Regions from separate parts of the Sus scrofa genome. Here region 2 is linked to region 1. Evidence: chromatin contacts called from public HiChIP or PLAC-seq data. All regions are on one chromosome and are shown on one strand. Each heading gives the region's core, a stretch centred on a gene start, on an enhancer-like site or on the middle of the called end of the contact. The rest is flanking DNA. Distances are from core to core; before and after follow the strand shown. Region 1 overlaps PSMA6 (proteasome subunit alpha 6). Region 2 overlaps KIAA0391 (mitochondrial ribonuclease P protein 3).

What was found. HiChIP or PLAC-seq counts read pairs in DNA pulled down with a chosen protein or histone mark.
Region 2: an H3K27ac HiChIP or PLAC-seq map of alveolar macrophages shows a contact between it and region 1. The contact joins two enhancer-like sites. A contact is called at or near these places in 1 of 47 Hi-C or Micro-C datasets (epiblast stem cells) and 1 of 2 datasets of contacts at active chromatin or transcription factors (alveolar macrophages).

The regions. Positions count from the first base shown.
Region 1 is chr7:64,576,217-64,581,904 of Sscrofa11.1, forward strand. It overlaps PSMA6 (proteasome subunit alpha 6), which reads right to left. Exons shown (of 7, transcript NM_001139472.2): 6 at 4,838-4,932; 7 at 2,031-2,249. The coding sequence ends at 2,192. Among named protein-coding and RNA genes, the nearest start is that of PSMA6, 24 kb to the right of the region's middle. Within about 2 kb of position 4,320, at least 7 of the 83 cell types and tissues checked have an H3K27ac peak or open chromatin away from gene starts, as enhancers often do. A contact at or near this core is called in alveolar macrophages, where this site is marked.
Region 2 is chr7:64,725,937-64,731,750 of Sscrofa11.1, forward strand. The region is part of intron 4 of KIAA0391 (mitochondrial ribonuclease P protein 3); the gene reads right to left. Among named protein-coding and RNA genes, the nearest start is that of PPP2R3C, 34 kb to the right of the region's middle. Within about 2 kb of position 3,040, at least 8 of the 83 cell types and tissues checked have an H3K27ac peak or open chromatin away from gene starts, as enhancers often do. A contact at or near this core is called in alveolar macrophages, where this site is marked.

The DNA of each region.
Region 1 (5,688 bases), core at 3,070-5,569:
TTCTTAACTAGAAGTTTATTAAAATGCCCTTTGGGTAAAGATACTTAAACTTTTAAGATATTTTTCTTAACATTTGTCTAAGATTTTTCTGTCAACTCTGTTAGCAGTCCCAGACTTTATGTTAAAAACAGAATTAGCAGAGTTCCCGTAGCGGCTCAGCAGTTAATGAACCTGACTAGTATCCGTGAGGATGCAGGTTCGATCCCTGGCCTTGCTCAGTGGGTTAAGGATCCGTGTTGCCATGAGTAGGTCAGATGCAGCTTGGATTCTGTGTTGCTGTGGCTATGGTGTGGGCCAGCAGCTACAGGTCCGATTTGACCCCTGATCTGGGAGCCTCCATATGCTGTAGGTGTGGCCCTAAAAACGCCAAAAACAAAACAAAACCCCAAACACCAGAGCATTTAATATTAAATTGATCCAGGTTTTTAAAAGCATAAAATAACCAATATTTACTTTAAAATAATCCTTAATTCATCTAGAATTTGTATTTTAATGTAAAAACCTTTCCTAAGAAGAAAATTTTCATTTCCTATCACTAGAAGATAATTTCTAGCAGAAAAACCCAGTTATGTGCTAGTTTCTCACCATGATTCCAGAAGGGTAAAAGAGTAAAGCCAGTCAAGGCCCTAGGGATATAGAAATTCAGTCTATTCAGGGGAGTAGCCCACTTTCACAGGACCCCACTTTCAAAATGACAGTAGACCTTTATAGAGCACCATGGACTTGCATGGATAATCCCAGGGCAGCAGCTCCTGAACTGGAAGAACCCTGCTTCTCTTTTAGGACACTTTACAACTCATGACTCAGCTCTGAAGAGGATGTGGTTGGTGAAGTTTCCTGCCTCTAGTGGTCACAAGTTCACATGGTGTCTCCTTTTGAGGGCCTGCTGACTGCAGAACAGGGACAGCTGACTCCAGGGACTGCTATTAGACCAGCAGCCACAGTCACCTGCATGAGGTAACAACAGTAGCACCAGTCTCAGCCAGTGCAAATGAGGACACGAAATGTTTTGGCCTTAGACATTCCAGGATTTTTGGATTACCTAAAACCACGACTCAGGTCATCAGAGAACCACTCTAGGATGTTTAAACATTTTGTATATTAAAAAACACTTATGCTCTTCTTTCCCCTTTAATGTTATGGTGTTATCTCTACTACAGACCAATTCCTTTATTTAAAAAAAATTTTTATTGAAGTGTAGTTGATTTACAATGTTAAGTTTCAGATATATAGCAGTGATTCGGTTGTATTGTTTTATATATATTACACACACAGCAGTTCCCTGTGCTATATAATAGGTCCTTGTTGGTTATCTATTTTATATATAGTAGTGTATAGTATATTTTGATTCCACACTCCTAATTTACGCCCCCACCCTTCCCCTTTGGTAACCTTAAGTTTGTTTCCTGAGTCTATTTGTCTTATAAATTAAGTTTATTATTTTTCTAGATTCCATATGTCTTTCTCTTAGTACAATAACTCTAGGTCCATCCATGTTGCTGCAAATGGCATCATGTCATCCTTTTTTATGGCTAATATTCCATTATATATTACACACATCTTCTTTATCCATTCATCTATCAATAGATACTAAGAATGCTTTAGACCAATTCCTTCAAGTCTGCTTTAAGTATTTAATCTTAAGGCAACACAGGAAATACACATATTCTACAACTTTTCTATCATTTCCCAAGGGCAACTACAATTTCTGCTTTTAAAAAAATATTGGTTCTTATTGAGTATAAAATAAAAATGTATATCTCACCTACTGAAGATCAATAATGCTAATCATTTTATTATAGTTAAAATCTCCAGTGGGACTTGGAGTCTAGGTTTAGGAATGAATGAGAAATTGTTTGTAATGTATTCATTATGCCATATAGGCTAGAGTTTAAATTTCTGTTAAATTACCTAAGCCAAAGAAACCTGGATCTCTTAATTAAAATGAAAAAAGCCAAATGTGATGATGGTGAACATTTAACCCTTTGTGTGTTAACACTGGAGGTAAAAAAGACAGGATGCAATTACTTTCCAAAAGCACTGTGTTTATTTATACAGAGTCCTAACCACTTCAGTGGCAGGAGGAGTGGGAAAGGTTCCTTTTTCAATCCAGGGGCCTCCATAGGTTGGTCTGTTGTTACCAAACACACAGATAAGTGGCGTCATGGATTTGGTAAACTAGCTACAACGTTTAGTCTCTCTCTGCTAGAGCAACAAGGTGAGCGTCAATCTCTGCTTCTGTAAGAATCCTAGAGGACAAAGGGAAAAATTCCACATTATTTACGTCTCCAACTTTTTATTATGCAAAATCCCCCCAAACACACAAAAGTAGGATAGTACTGAACCCCCGTGTATTTATCACCCAACAATTACCAATTTATAGCTGATTTTTAAAAAATCTATATACCCCACACTCATCCCTTCAAATTATTATGAAGGATTCCCAGACATCGTATCAACTTCATTTATACACACTAATGTGTACTTCTTTGATATGAGATCTAGAATTAGGTCTTTTGAAAGCAAAACCATTATGGTTGCAACAATGAAAGCAAATATTCAAATATAAAACTAGACTATACATAAAGTATTCTATTTTAGCTTCTATGTCAAAATACCTTTATACCTAGCATAAAAGGTTTGTTAGCAGCCGAGAGACAAGGCATGCTGTGCTGAACATGCTATTTTCTAAATGAAGTTTCCCCCAAAGAAATCAACTGCTTGGCAACCTTTTATTTTATTTTATTGTCTTTTTGCCATTTCTTGGGCCGCTCCTGTGGCATATGGAGGTTCCCAGGCTAGGGGTCAAATTGGAGCCGCAGCCGCCGGCCTGTGGCACAGCCACAGTAACGCGGGATCCGAGCTGAGTCTTCAGTCTACACCACAGCTCATGGCAATGCCGGATCCTTTAACCCACTGAGCAAGGCCAGGGAGCGAACCCGCAACCTCATGGTTCCTAGTCGGATTTGTCAACCACTGAGCCATGATGGGAACTCCATTGGCAACCTTTAATGTGGACTTTTAAGAATAAAATTTGTTGGGAGTTCCAGTCATGGCTCAGTGGTTAACAAACCCAACTAGCATCCATGAGGACATGGGTTTGATCCTTGGCCAAGCTCAGTGGGTTAAGGATCCGGCATTGCCGTGAGCTGTGGTATACAGGTTGCAGACATGGCTTGGATCCCTCATTGCTGTGGCTCTGCCACAGGCCGGCGGCTGCAGCTCTGATTGGACCCTTAGCCAGGGAACCTGCATATGCCAAGGGTGTGGCCCTAAAAAACAAAACAAACAAACAAAAAAAAAGAGCACAATTTCTTAAAGTGACAATATATTTTGGGCCCACCCATGGAATAATGGAAGTTCTTGGGCTAGGTAAGCAAACCTGCATCAGTGCAGCAATCTGAGCTGCTGTAGTGACAACACCAGATCCTTAATCCACTAAGCCACAGAGGACTCCTAGAAGTGACATTTTTTTAGTGCAAACTGAAATATAAAGCAGTGTAATGCAAATAGTTATATAGTTGTTGATGGTTATGTTATATATCCTAGTTATTTAAGTATACTATCAGAATTTATAAATGATACAAGGGCCTTTTGAAGATATAGGATCTTTCGTTTCTTATCTATTTAACTAACAGATGGAAATAAAAATTTTAAAGGCTGGAGTTCTCTTGTGGTGCAGCAGGTTAAGAATCCGGCTTGGGTTGCTACTGTGGTGCTAGTTGGATTCTTGGCCGGGAAACTCAACAAGCTGCAGGAATGGCCAAATAACAAAAAAATTTAAAAGGCTATAGGAGGGTCTCAGAACATAAAACAAGAACCAACTGTAGGTCCTTCAGAGATATCTATAAATTGTTCCTGCTGGAAATTTACTGTGTTGTTTTTTTTTTAAAGCAAACTTTTCAATGACGGGGGCAGGAGATGGGGAAGACTGAATTCTATTTTGCTTTTTAAAAAATTCTATAAATTTTCCTTAAATCTTTCACTTTTTAATCACCTGCAAGGCAACAAAAATAACAAATTAGAAACAAATATTCTAACTCAACTCTTCAAGGTCTGGTTAAGCTTAGTTTACTACCTTTTTTTCCCCAACCCTAACTATGACCACGTGTCTTTATAATGTGACCCAAGATTAGACACACATAATAGTTAACATGCCTTCCAGCAGCTTCTGTGCATCTGTGGATTTAACTGAAGTATTTTTCGCTATTCACAGGATCATCCAGGCTCATGGAAAAAGAAAACCACCTCACAGAACTGCTGGGAGGATTAAGTGAGCTGATATGTTAAGCACCCAGTACAGATCTGACTCATGGAAGCTGTGAAGTTGATTTGTGGGAGTTAGTCACTAAGTGAGTAAGAACAGACAGCATCCAGCATCTGCAATTCAATTAGCTATATGCAAAATTTGGGGGTTTCAAAGATATCTAGATAGGGTTTGATGTATATTAGTATTTCATATTGTTCTTCAAAGCTCCACTTAAATGTACTAACTAATCAAAACTCCACCTGAAAACTACTTTGGGAGGGTGAATTTCTATTGGCTTTAAGCTAAAAACAGAAAAAACACTTCTGCTTACTTTACTCCTTATATAAAATGAGAAGAAAAGCAGTTATGTCTTAAAGACATCCAATTAAGTTTTAAACCCATCTCTCAGGTACTAAAGGAATCAACAACAACCAACAGTAGGGTGGTCCCAGGTGGTCTAACTGTAGTTCAAAAAAGCATTTTTACCTCAAGTTACAGGACAAATGGACCTATAAACCTCCACCTTTCTAGGCTAGAATTTATCACTTGGCAAACTTCTCCAAGTACCTGGCTGACAATATAACTCACCTGAATTTAGGATTTTCAACTGTAACCACTCCAACTTCTATTTCTGAAGGCTTGAAATCAATTGATAGAACAGTAGACAGGCATGTAATTGCAGTCTGAAAAAAAATATTGATATTAAAATAATACAGTATTTTTCAGAGATTCCAAGATTTTCTCATTCCAAGCTTATTCAGTCATGAGTTAACCACAAGCTAATCACTTTTGCTACATGTTTGAATGATGTAGTTCTATAGCCACACAGACTGCTTTATTTTAATGTCACCTGACAAGAAACTTGTTTACGTTGAACCATAAATTAAAGGGGTCCAAAACCAGAATAGGATAATTTACACAAAACAGTCTATTTGCTTGATGATTACTCCATGCCAGGCAATATGTTTGGAGTGAGATGGGGAGAGGATAAAGATGAATGATATGGGGGTGGGGAGGGGTGGGCTGGGGGTTTGGGATGGAAATGTAAAATTAGGTTGTGATGATGGTTGTACAGCTATACATATAAAAAATTTATTGAGTTTTTTTTTTTAAAAGATCAATGATACAATCTTCCTTCAAAGAATTTACAGTAATAACAAGTAAAGAATGTTTTAAGTGGCTTTATATCTGATGTGATCAATTATACGTAATTTTGAATTTTTTAAAACAAGACCGTTAAGAAACATTTAAACAAGACACTAGCTTCACATCTCTTAGTGTATGATAATACTGCCTACCAAACAAGAAAGTATTAGATGGTAATTTTTCTTTACTCATTTATCAGAATTATGTTGTTACTCTTTAGAATAACTATCTCAGACCCTCATTTCCACAATCTACTAAAATTCTGTTTTTAACTTCTTGGCAGTAAATAAGAG
Region 2 (5,814 bases), core at 1,790-4,289, 150 kb after region 1:
GGCTATTTCTTTTCTTTTCTTTTTTCTTTTTTTTTTTTTTTTTTTTGGCCATGCCTGTGGTATGTGGAAATTCCCAGGCCAGGGATCAACCATGTACCACAGTAGCAACCTGAGCTGCTGAAGTAAGAACACTGGATCCTCAACCCACTGTGGCAAGGGAAGTCCTAAAGTTACTTCTTAAATTCTACCTAGGCTTTGGGCAAAAAGACCTTATTCAGGTAAAGATAGTTTAGAAATTAAATTAATAGACAGGACAAAAAGCTGTATTCTTTTTAATTCCACTCTCCTTTCCTTTCATAACATACCCTGACAGACACAGAAGAACAGCTAAAATAAAGGCAAAAAGACAACATATCCGCACCCCCACCCTGCTCCATTGTAGAATCTTGCTCCTAAATTAGAAAGGAATGAACCAGGCAAAGAAAGGCAATAACATGGCTTGGATCCTGAAAACCCAAAAACGCTGTTAACCACTCTATTTTTTTTTTTTTTTCTAATTCTGCTTTCAGTTAAAGAAATTCATCCACACTTACACACCCTGGAAATCCCCTCTGCTTCACAACCAACCAGGAACCAGCTCTAAAACATCAACTTGGTGCCTAACTTCCCCACTTCCTTGGAAGCAAGCATCCAAAATATTTAAGTCCTTTCACTAGATGATCCCAAAACAAAACAAGGTAAAAATACTGCATAGTTAAAACTCACTGGAAAACTTCTCCCCCACCCAAAATCAGAAAGTAAGCACTTACTTTTCAAGTAAGGGAGAGAAAAGTCTCATTGAAAAATGGGGCACTATATACAGGTAAAACTTAACTAAGATTCCTCAGAAAGAACTCCCAAAGAAAAGCGATTGTGAAGGGTTGCCCAAGGCTCTTTTTAAGAATCTTTACAGATGCTTGATTGTTCACCTTGAAAAGCGGACCAAACTCAACATTTCCTTTAATAACTTTGAATACCATATTACTATTATCCTCCTCAGGTACACCCACAAGCCCTCAAAGCTGCTGTGAGGATGCTAAAAGAGCCTAGACTAGGGATTAGCCAGTTTGGGTCTGCATCTTCTCTACTGGGCTATCCACTAGCAGATATGACTTTGGTCATATCTTCTTTGCTGGGTCTCAGCATAAAGTGGGGCTATCCACTTCAAAGAGCTATTGGAAGGACTCAGTAAAATTAAATGAGCTGACTACAAAAAAGTCTATGCTACAAAAGCCTCTATGTGTGCTTTGGTAAACAGAATAAGTTCTACCAAGAGTTTGTCACCATTTAAAACTCCTAGGGTTTTAAAATAGGATACTGGGAAAATCACTTCCCTTCTTCCTGTTCCTAACCCAGAAATGGGTTTCTGTCTTCATAGGGTGGCAGAATGGATGAATCTCTATAGTGGTAATAACCTAACTGCCTCTATATGTGTAAGAAAAATATGTCTACATGTCAATTGTTCCTCCATATTCAGGGCCAGAGATCACCCAGCCCATCCTCTTGAGAAACGCTATATCCACAGCTCCTGCAGTACACATGCATGTAGAGATGATTCATAAATCAAGTGTTCTCTGCTGGGGATTGCCTGTAGTGCAACCTTTCAGATTACTTTACACTGCATATACCTTTTGATTTTATTCTCAGAAAAATCCTACGAGAAATTTGAGATGCAGAGGGGAAAGAAGACCAAGTTAATGACTACATAAAAAATATACCTGGAGTTCCCATTGTGGCTCGGTGGTAATGAACCCAACTACTATCTTTGAGGATTTGAGTTTGATTCCTGGCCTTGCTCAGCGGGTTAGCCATCCAGCATTGCCGTGAGCTGGTGGCAGATGCAGCTCAGCTGGCAGTTGCAGCTGTGATTCAACCCCTAGCCTAGGAACTTCCATATGCCCCAGGTTTGGCCATATAAAGCAAAAAAAAACAAAAAACAAAAAAACACAAAAAGACAAAAAAACAAAAACCCCACCTCGGTTCCCTGGTGCAGGTTTAATCCCTGGCCCAGGAACTTCCACATGCTATAGGTTTAGCCAAGAAAAAAAAAAAAGAAAGAAAGAAAGAAAGAAAAGAAAAAAGAAAAAAAAATAGCCCTCTATTTCTGACTCCCACTCAACTCATTACTTCATAGAGTTGATTGATCTATTTAGTTTATAAAGCAGAAAACAATTTATCAGTGGCACCTGCAAAAGCCACCAAAGTTCAAAATTTTCTCATAGCAATGAAGCAGAATTTACTAGCACCTTTACTCAATGACGAGTTCTTTTGCAGCACAGCAGGTTAAGGATCCAGTGTTGTCACCGTAGCAGCTTGGGTCACTGCTGTGGCTCAAGGTTCAATCCATGGCCCTGAAACTTCCACATACTAAGGGTGTGGCCCAAAAAAGAAAAATAAATAAATAAAATTTTAAAAAATTGTTTGAGTTGTATTTTTGTCTTTTTTTTGAGTCATTTTAGGTCCGCACATGCAGCATATCGAAGTTCCCAGGCTAGGGGTTGAATCAGAGCTGCAGCTGCCGACCTACACCACAGCCACAGTAATGTGGGATCCAGGCAGCATCTGCAACCTACACCACAGCTCACAGCAAAGCCAGATTCCCCAACCCACTGATCCAGCTCATGCATCAAACCCACATCCTCATGGTTACTAGTTGGGTTCATTACCTCTGAGCCACAATAAGAACTCCTCTTTTTGTTCCTCTTAATGAAAAAAAATCCTGAACAGAAGGACAGAGAAGGGGAAAACTTAAATCCTGGAATTTTTAGTGCTTAAGTTAAATAACACTAAATCTGACTCATGTTAAACAGGCATACAGTAAATCTTTGTGCATCACAGTGGTAAGAAAGTAGCCTATGGAAGCTAATTATGTGTTTGGCAGGAAAAAAAAGGGAAGTGCTTTTACTCTGAAAAAAACCCAGAAGGTGAAAGGGTCAAGCAGGCAATGGATGGGGCAAGAAGACTCAGGTAGAAATCTTGGGGATATCCCGGGAATACTCATCAGCTCAAGTGACGTGTCTTGGACATCTCATCAGTGGTTTTCCCTGCCATGTCTAACTTATACACAAATACTGAATAACTTGAGAGCAATGTACAACTGGAAGATGAGTCATTCCACCAGTAATCATCGAGATTAAGGGAAATTTCTACTTTCCTGTGAACTTTGACACAGTGTGCATCCGTTTCATCAACGCTGCTAGCAACTACTGCTAATTCACATCTGCAGCACTTTTCTTCTGTTGCCATTAACTAAGCAAGCGATAGCAGCTAAATATTAAGCACTCTTCCACCCTCAGAAAACATACAACAGACTAATGAGGAGGTAGGATTACTGGTATAGTATAACAGCATGTGTAACAGAATCCAAAGAGCATTTGAGTCCTGGCTTCATAACTTAAAACTGTGTAGCTCTGGCAAGTTAATTAACTTCTCTGAGCTTCAGTTTCCCCTCTGTATTTATAATACTCCTTCCCTCAAAGTTATTATGATGATTAAATGGTACAATTTTTTTTTCTTTTTCAGCTACTCCATGACATATGGAGTTCCCAGGCCAGGGATCAGATCTGAGCTGCAGTTGTGACCTATGCTGCAGTACGGCAATGCGGAATCCTTTAACCCACTGTGCCACAGTGGGAACTTCTAAAAGGTATCATTAAATGCATGGTAACTATGACCTAAGAAATATAAACCTTGGATAATTTAACACATAAATAAGATTTATTGCACACCTACTAGATGCCAAACATTAAGAAGGGTGCCATGTCCCTCGAAGAGTTTATACTGTGGTTGAAGAGACAACAGATGCTGATGTGAAAAACTCAGCACTAAAACAAGAACATATGGTATAGGATTAACAGCCAAATGTGTGCCAAAGTTCATAAATGCTCTCCGTTCAAAGGAAGAAAAGATAGATACAGAGGTCGAAAAGGGTTGTGGAAGAAAAGGGACTTGAGACAAGTCTTGTAGGAAAAACAGGACTTGGGAGACATGGAAAATGTACTCTATGCATTTTAGATGAAGGGGAAAAGCAGAGGAAGAAAACAGCAAAGCAGTCCAGAGCCAGCGAGTAGCCAACGCCAGCTGAAGCAGGTGTTTGGAGGGGAAACTAATAAGAGATGAGGCTGGAGGGAGTTCTGTGGTGGTTCTGCACTTGCCAGTCAGCTTGCAAAGTATCACACTGCTAATGAAAGCAGGGGTCCATCAAGAAGGATGCCTACCTTTGAGGAAGCTGGGTTTATCTGCTAATTCAAATCATCTGAGCATATCTGGTACTGACACAAAGGCCGTGAGGTAATTTTTTTAAAACTATATTTAAATCATCAGTGAGGGTAGCTCAAGCCATACACATTCCACTCTTCCAATGATAAGTCCCCAAAAGAGAAGCCAGCATTCCTTTAAGTGCAGGAAATCACATCTTACTTCTCTACAGTTGCTGCACAGCTGAGGAAATGCAAAAACAAAGAGGAAATGTGCCTGGAGAGCTTATTAACAAAGAGTGGAAATCCCCTCCCTCCACATCTCCCAATTAGCACTGCTGAGGATGTTTAAGCTCTCCGGCTCAAATTCCCCTTCATGGAAGGCCTAACCACACAGAACCAATCTACAGCTGCCATCCGCACTAAGGCAGGGATAGAGGCACACTGGAGCATTCCACGTTGCCTCTCTGGCTTTAGTTTTCACTATATAATGGGTTAGCATGGACAGGTTTTTGTTTTGTTTTGTTTTTTAACTCTGGAACAACTGTTAATAGCCCTTTTGCAAAGCAAAAACAATGTGGTTCAATCGGCTCTCTCCAAACTCTGATCTAACTTTTGTTTCTCATGCATTTCATAAATGAAAAAAGAAACATCTTTTGCACCAAATGCAATTGACATGGCAAGTTCCAGTATTTTAAAAATATTATTTGATGGAGTTCCCATCATTGCTCAGTGGTTAACGAATCTGACTAGGAACTATGAGGTTGCAGGTTCAATATCTGGCCTCGCTCAGTGGGTTAAGGATCTGGTGTTGCCATGAGCTGTGGTGTAGGTCAAAGACGCAGCTCGGATCCTGAGTTGCTGTGGCTGTGGTATAGGCCGGCAACTACAGCTCCAATTAGACCCCTCGCCTGGGAACCTCCATATGACTCGTATGCGGCCCTAGAAAAGACAAAAAGACCAAAAAAAAAATTGAGTAAAGAGATGGACTTTCACTTTCTATGGGGACATTTCTGAACCATTCTTTTTTTTTTTTTTTCTTTTTTTGTCTTTTTGTCTCTCTTTGTTGTTGTTGTTGTTGCTATTTCTTGGGCCGCTCCCGCGGCATATGGAGGTTCCCAGGCTAGGGGTTGAATCGGAGCTGTAGCCACCGGCCTACACCAGAGCCACAGCAACACGGGATCCGAGCCGCGTCTGCAACCTACACCACAGCTCACGGCAACGCCGGATCGTTAACCCACTGAGCAAGGGCAGGGACCGAACCCGCAACCTCATGGTTCCTAGTCGGATTTGTTAACCACTGCGCCACGACGGGAACTCCATTTATTTATTTATTTATTTATTTATTTTTGTCTTTTTGTCTCTCTTTGTTGTTGTTGTTGTTGTTCCTATTTCTTTGAACCATTCTCATCTTTTATAATGAGGATGTTTGGGGAAAAAAATACTACAAGATGTTGCCTCTGCAGGAAATTCACTAAGGATACATTGTTTTATAATCCCCCTCTTCATAACTTCTGAAGGCATATAAGCATTTATTTAATACATCAGTTTAAAAAAAAAAGATTTTTACAACAGAAATTTCAAACATATACAAAAGCAGACAGAATAATATAATAATAAATCCCAATGAATCCATAAA